Linked DNA regions of Mus musculus: region 1 is linked to region 2. Evidence: chromatin contacts called from public HiChIP or PLAC-seq data. All regions are on one chromosome and are shown on one strand. Each heading gives the region's core, a stretch centred on a gene start, on an enhancer-like site or on the middle of the called end of the contact. The rest is flanking DNA. Distances are from core to core; before and after follow the strand shown.

Region 1 (3,477 bases), core at 104-2,603, 83 kb before region 2:
GGAAAAAAACCCCACAGCTTCTCCAATTTCCCCCTGGGAACTGGTGCTTAGCTTACTAAATGGAATGCTCTACTAAGTATATATCAGGCCCTGGGTTTGATTCCCAACTCGTTAACTAACTATGATGGTGCCCACAGCAAGTCCAGCATTCCAGGTGTGGAAACCAGGCATCCTTGGCTACATGGGAAATTTGAGACTAGCCTGGGCTACGTGAAACCCTATCTCAAGAGGGAAAAAAGTAGCTGAAGATATAACAGCATCAAATGGACTTATTTTATAAGAAAGTCCCAGAAGGGGCTGGTGAGATGGCTCAGCAGTTAAGATCAAATCCCAGCAACCACATGGTGGCTCACAACCATCCATAATGAGATCTGATGCCCTCTTCTGGAGTGTCTGAATGTACTTACATATAATAATAAATAAATAAATCTTTAAAAAAAAAAAAAAAGTCCCAGAAGGACTGCAACTGAGTTAAAAGGAAAACTATCTTCTTAAATTGTTGCTATTGTTGATGCTGCTGCTGACAGAAACCAGATCTCTGTAGCTTTGGCTATCCTAGAACTTGCTATGTAAACTAGGCTGCCCTTGAAACTCACAGGGTTCTCTCTGCTTCTACCTGCTGACCACTAGGATTAAGGCAGGCACCGCCATGCCTGACAGACATTGTTTTTTAATTTTAAAATCGCGGTTACTTCTTTGTTCAGGAGGTAAGTGTGCTATGGCACAAGGGTATAGGTGCGAAGACAATCTCGTGTTGAGAATGAGGGTGGGATCTTTTTCTCTCTGTGGGTCATGGGGATCGAACTCTGGTCGTTAGGCTTGGTGGCAAGCACCTTTACCGGCTAAACCATCTGTCTGATCCTCCCAGTCAATTTTTAAGGCATTACACCATGCCTATGTACAGCTACAACATCTATTCACACATATGCGAGGCCCACAGTTGGGGCATGGGTGCCACCACTGCCTTTTAACCCTTTCATAACTCACACCCATGGAGAATGGCGCCCAAGGGGTAAATTAAGGCACTTAGCCCTGGGCTTTTTCCTGCCCAGGCAAAAATGGCAAAGGTGGTGGTGGGGTGAATATGCAAGAATATCAGAGACTTAAAATTACCAACCATTACAAGTGTTCTCTCTCAGTCAATTAAACGGCTTCAAGTTTCCAAAAACCAAGCATTCCGTTTGAGGTAGTTAGTTGCTTTTCAAAGATAGTCCCGAGAACTCGTAGACTGAGTGAAGCATCCTCTGCACGTTCTAGAAAATTCTCTTGTGGGGCACTTGATAAGGTGTACAAACAGCACTGAGAGGTAGCTGTTATGTTACAGCGAACTCCCAAGCCACCAAGTGAAACCCAAGATGTCATTTCAACCCACTCACTGGAAAGTCTGACTCAGGAAACGTGGGGTGTGTGCGCCTGCGGTCCGGTGCTTACTGAAGCCACACCCACAAGCCTTCTAAGGCTAACTCTGATGCCCGCGAGTCCTGATTCATTAAAAATCTTTAGGCTTACTCCCACTGTGCCCTTTCATCTGCTGTCTGTATCCTAAAGATGTTTCCACGAGCACGCTTGAAATTTTCCTGAATGGACAGATTATCCTTCAGAGTTTATGTATGCTTTTTCCATCTCTCTCTCTCTCTCTCTCTCTCTCTCTCTCTCTCTCTCTCTCTCTCTCTAATTATAGAGGTTTTTAAGCCCCTGCTGTGGGACATTTGAGTTCCTTTCTTGGGTGGGTGATAAGTTTTGGCTTCAGGCTGGAATGTCCCAGAATAACCAACGTTTAAAAGTCTCCTTGTCTGAAGTTTTCAGGGCCTCCCATGACTGAGGCTATGCTGTAGCTACTGAGATCAAGCAGAGAAGGGCAGGGGAGGCAGTGTATGGCCTAGATATTGTTCAAGAATTCTCATTACTTCAAACCACTGTTAGCCCTTGGCTTGGAAGCTGGCCCAGTAGGTAAGAGTGCTTGCTGCACTTCCAGAGGATCTGAGTTCAGTTCCTAGTGTTTGTGTGCCTGCAGCCTGAGCTCCAGCTTGAGTGCTTGAATAAGAATGGCCGTCCTAGGTTCTTAACTTTGAATGCTTGGTCCCCAGTTGTTGGAACTGTTTAGGGAGGGTTAAGTGTCACCTTGTTGGAAGAGGTATGTTACTAAGGGCCAGGCTTTGAGTTTTCAAAAGCCATTCCCAGTTAGCTCTCTCTGCCTCATGCTTTTGGATCAAATGTAAGCTCTCAGTTCTTGCCCCAGGACTGTGTTCCCTACCATGATAGTTACAGTCAAACCCTCTAGAACAGTGAACTCCAAGTTAACCACTTTCTTTTATAAGTTGCCTTGGTCATGGCATTTTGTCATAGCAATAGAAAGTTAACTAAGATACATACAAATATGTAAAAGCAATGAAAATAAATCTTCAAAATAAGGAAGATTCTCTGTTCATTGAAGCAGGGCAGTGGGTAGCATTGGAAGACATGAAGGCCAGAGGCAGGATAGGCTTTTCAGACTTAAGTCCTGATGAAGGTAGTGCCGTTCCTCTCAGGGTTGGGGTAATGTTGGGAGGCAGGCAGGGGCTAGAGTATTGTTTAAATCTGCCTGAAGGCACAACTCCATACTTTATGCATACCTCCAGGATATTTTTCCATTAACAACCAACCTTTGGAGGTTTGTCCCAGAAGGAATCTGTCAGGTCCAGAGCCCCTCCAGATCCTGGCTCCTAGTCACTTCTTCAGCTGACCCGACCACATCCCCTTACTCCTCCACTTGTTTGTGTTCCTCTCTCCTGACAAGTATTTGGTGAATATATCAAGTGTTTAATGCTGGTATAGAAGTCTAAATAAAAAATAAAAAATTAAAAAAAAATAAAGGAAATAAACAGGAGAAAGAATTAAGGTTTGCAATCCACGGGGGCATGGGGAAAATCCCACAGTGATATGAGGGAGAAGAATAAGGATGTGGGGATGGTTGGTGAAAGGTAACCAGGGATGCTTCCTAAGGCTAGGTTGACATTCCCACCCACACCTCCAGGCCAGACCACACTATTCTTCAGTGTGCCCTGTGCTGGGGGAATACATTGACTATGATCAGGTAGTTTCTTCTGAGACTGAGTGGTTAACTTCAACAGTGAGCTTGACAGCCTGACACTTTCTAGAATCACCTGAGAGATGTGCTTACAGGCACGGTGGGGTCATCTTACTAGTTAACTGATGTGTGAACACCCATCTTAATTGCAGGCAGGACCTGAGCTGTGTCAGAGGAGAAGGAGAGCTGAGGACCGTTCACCCATCTCTTCTGATGCTTCTTCACAATATGTGCGCACAGGGTGGGACCAGCTGCTTCAGCCTCTTAGGCTTTTACTTCAGCACCGTGAGGAACCTTAAGTTAGAACTATAGCTAGAGTTAAGCCCTTTCTCTGTACGTTGTCTCATCACAGTATTTTACCCCAGGGACAGAAACAACCCTATCTGCCAGCTGTCCAGAAATCAAGTCCT
Region 2 (3,213 bases), core at 251-2,750:
AATACTGCCAGATAGCCATTTGCCTGACCCTCCACAAAGCAGCTCCTCTTACTGCCCCAGCTCTGACCCTTTTCTCTCGGTTGGTACAACAAGCTCCTTGTTGAGAACTTAGTGCCAAGGTTAGTCTCCTGGCTTCTGACCTGGCCTGTTTTCTTGCTGCCTTCTGATCTGCATGCTTTCAGCTTCTGCTTGGTCCATGGCATTTACCCCTTTTCTGATGTTTGTCGCTGCTGGGTGGTTTTGCTGATCCCCTTTTGTGATAACTCAAGAGAGAGACTCAGCCATGCCTGGTAGTGTCTGCTAGTTGTCTGAATTAGTTAAGATGGCTGTAAATATGCATCAGCTGGGCATCATGGTGGGCGTGCACTTGTGATGCCAGCACTTGGTAGGGGGAGGCATTGTTTCAGGCCAGCCTGGTGGACACAGTGAGGTCTAGGCAAGTCAGGATTAAATAATGGGATCTTGTTGAAAGCATGCAAGTGAGAATGAAAAAAAAAAACGTGTATTTATTATCTAACTCTGAGTCACTAGTGTATAACAGGAAAAGTATAGTCAGGGTGTTTTTGCATGCCCTGCCAGAGAGCAGTTCTGGTCTGGGGTCCTATGATGAAAAATCCCTAGCCTGTTGCTATGCTCTGGGGAAAAAAAAAAACAACAAAAAACAAAGAAATGATCTGCTAAGCACATATTGAGTGCCTGCTGTTTTCTTGGTCTTAAGACCAAGTGGAAGTATTATAGTGTTTTTTGTTTGTTTGTTTGTTTGTTTTTAAGGCTTTAAAAATTTATTTATTTATTTAGTGTAGGTAAGTACACTGTAGTTGTCTTCAGATACCCCTGAAGAGGGCATCAGATCTCATTCCGGATGGTTGTGAGCCACCAGGTGGTTGCAGGGATTTGAACTTAGGACCTTTGAAAGAGCAGTCAGTGCTCTTAACAGCTGAGCCATCTCTCCAGACCACTTGTTACAGTGTTTTAAATATATGTATTTTAAAGATAAGATTTATTTTATTTATGTATATATGTCTATGTTTAAATGAATCTTTGCCATATGTCTCTAGAGGCCAGAAAAGGGTGTTGGATTCCCCCCACAGCTGAAGTTACAGGTAGTTATAAGAAGCCTGATTTGGGTGCTGGGAATGGAACTCAGGTCTTTTGGAAGAGCAGCGGGTGCTTTTGACCTTTGAGATATCTGTCCAGCCCTGGGCTAGACTGTTTTATCCTCAAGTCTTTGGGATCTCTTTTGGTGGGTTCCTGTTCTATGGTCAGTTCCCAGGCAACAGCTTTTAGGATAGCCCATGCTCCAGTTGTTTGAGACCCACATGAAGACCAAACTGCACTTCTGCTGCCTATGTGTGGGGAGTTTTAAATAGGTTTTGTTGTATTGTTTTGCTTTGTAGCCCAGGGTCACAGCATACACTTTGCAGACAGTGCACAGAGCTAGTGATAAGCGTTTGTCCTGAGTAAGAGGAGCAGGCTCATCAGTGATGGTAAGGTAGGGCCTCATCTCATGCTTGAGTGTTGGCTTTGAGGTCTAGATCCGTCCTGTGAAAAGGTAGTGAGTGGGTGTGAGTGTCACTGACATCAACATCCTGATAGTACTGATGTGCCCACCAGCAGGCAGATTGCAGAGGACAGGAAAAAAAAACCCTGCAGTGCTAAGCAACCTGGTCAAGAGGGCACCATGTTGCTGTTCAAGTAGGCTAAAAGTGGAAAAATAATTAGCATGTGAAAAGGCTTGTTTGTGGAAATGGCTGTAAGTTAATGGAAGCAGGTTGATTTTTCTGAGTTGGAACACCCATTCAACCTCAAAATAATGTTTTCACATTTTGTCCTACCAAAACACCAACTCCCCCCACCCCCCACCCCAGCCCTGGTTTTCCAGCCTGAGTGTGGCTGGAGTTGAGCTCATCTGCTCTGTGGGCTTCCAGCTGTTTGACTGGCACTTGAAAGCCACTGAGAGGCATTCCAAAGCTTGAGTTTCTTTGTAGCCCAAACCAACCTGGACCTTCTGATCCGAAGGCTGAGATGACAGGTGTTTACCACTGGAAAAGTAACTTGTATTAACCTGATGCAATTGTTGACTGGTCTCCTTGGCTTATCACCTCAGTCTGCTAACCTAGGCCTAGTTCTGGAAGCTTCTAGTCTCCATACAATCTAATCTAGGCCTAGAGTGTTTTCAGCCACTGAGACTTACGGCTGAATAGGCTCACCCTTTTTTTTTGTTTGTTTTTGTTTTTGTTTTTGCGAGACAGGGTTTCTCTGTATAGCCCTGGCTGTCCTGGAACTCACTTTGTAGACCAGACTGGCCTTGAACTCAAAAATCCGCCTGCCTCTGCCTCCCGAGGCAGAGGCTCACCCTTTCTTATTCTTTCTGAGCTCTGGCTGGCTGATTCAACTCAGCTGTTCTGGCTCAAAACTCCTCTTCAACTGACTGGTCCAATCTGGCTTCTCTCTCAGCCTATTCTGAATGGCCCTGCCTGGCCTCATACTATCTTTGGCAATATGTTCTAATCTTCTGGCTCCTTCTCATTCTCTAGCTCATTCTGTCTTCATCAGTGTCTAGTTTGTTCTCTTTCTGCAACCTGTCTCTGTACAACTGTCCTGATAAAACTGCCTCCTTCTTTCTCCTTTTCTGTGCTGCTGCTCCCTCGGGTCATTTCCCTTTCCTCTTGTGAAACTTGAGCATATCCTACTCTGTCAAATCTTTCTCTGATTTGACACTTTGTCTGCCACTCAATTAGACACCACTTACAAGCATGGGTGCTTCCTTCTAAAAACTAACGTTACTTTCATTGTTTGGGATTAAAGGTGTGTGCTAATGGCTGAGCCACACCATTACTAGAAACAGGATATATATGTATATATACATACATACAGTAAATAACAAAATTTTGGGGTTCACAGTGTGATCAAATAACCTGCAACATGCCACCATGCCTGGTTTCTCTGAGCCTGAGGGCTGAATCCAAGGTTGCTTGTATGCTAGCAAGTGCTGGACAACTGAATCATACTCCCAGCTAGCTGCTTGGAAAGCCAGGTGCTTGGAAAGCCAGGTATGTCCTCACAGTTTATTCTGCTTTTAGAATAATTCTCTATTCAGGTGATCAAGTACATCTTGTCCAAGAATTCTTCCCTGACTTCTAAATATGAGTTTCCTTCCTCTCTGATCTACATCTTTCCCAAGGGATCAAGTTCAGATATCCCTGGATATAT

The links. HiChIP or PLAC-seq counts read pairs in DNA pulled down with a chosen protein or histone mark.
Region 1: a contact with region 2 is called in a BATF HiChIP or PLAC-seq map of CD8 T cells, with 6 read pairs. The contact joins two enhancer-like sites. A contact is called at or near these places in 1 of 15 datasets of contacts at CTCF or cohesin (the NIH/3T3 cell line), 13 of 484 Hi-C or Micro-C datasets (CD4 T cells, CD8 T cells, CD8 central memory T cells and 6 more), 12 of 115 datasets of contacts at active chromatin or transcription factors (CD8 T cells, the HPC-7 cell line, bone marrow-derived macrophages and 7 more) and 2 of 9 other capture datasets (adipose tissue and liver).

Annotation. Positions count from the first base shown.
Region 1 is chr10:12,886,462-12,889,938 of GRCm38.p6, reverse strand. No RefSeq gene overlaps it. Among named protein-coding and RNA genes, the nearest start is that of Utrn, 26 kb to the right of the region's middle. Within about 2 kb of position 1,353, at least 58 of the 459 cell types and tissues checked have an H3K27ac peak or open chromatin away from gene starts, as enhancers often do. A contact at or near this core is called in CD8 T cells, CD8 central memory T cells, Th17 cells and 6 more, where this site is marked.
Region 2 is chr10:12,804,353-12,807,565 of GRCm38.p6, reverse strand. All of the region lies in intron 1 of Utrn (utrophin), which reads left to right. Among named protein-coding and RNA genes, the nearest start is that of Utrn, 56 kb to the left of the region's middle. Within about 2 kb of position 1,500, at least 48 of the 459 cell types and tissues checked have an H3K27ac peak or open chromatin away from gene starts, as enhancers often do. A contact at or near this core is called in CD8 T cells, CD8 central memory T cells, Th17 cells and 6 more, where this site is marked.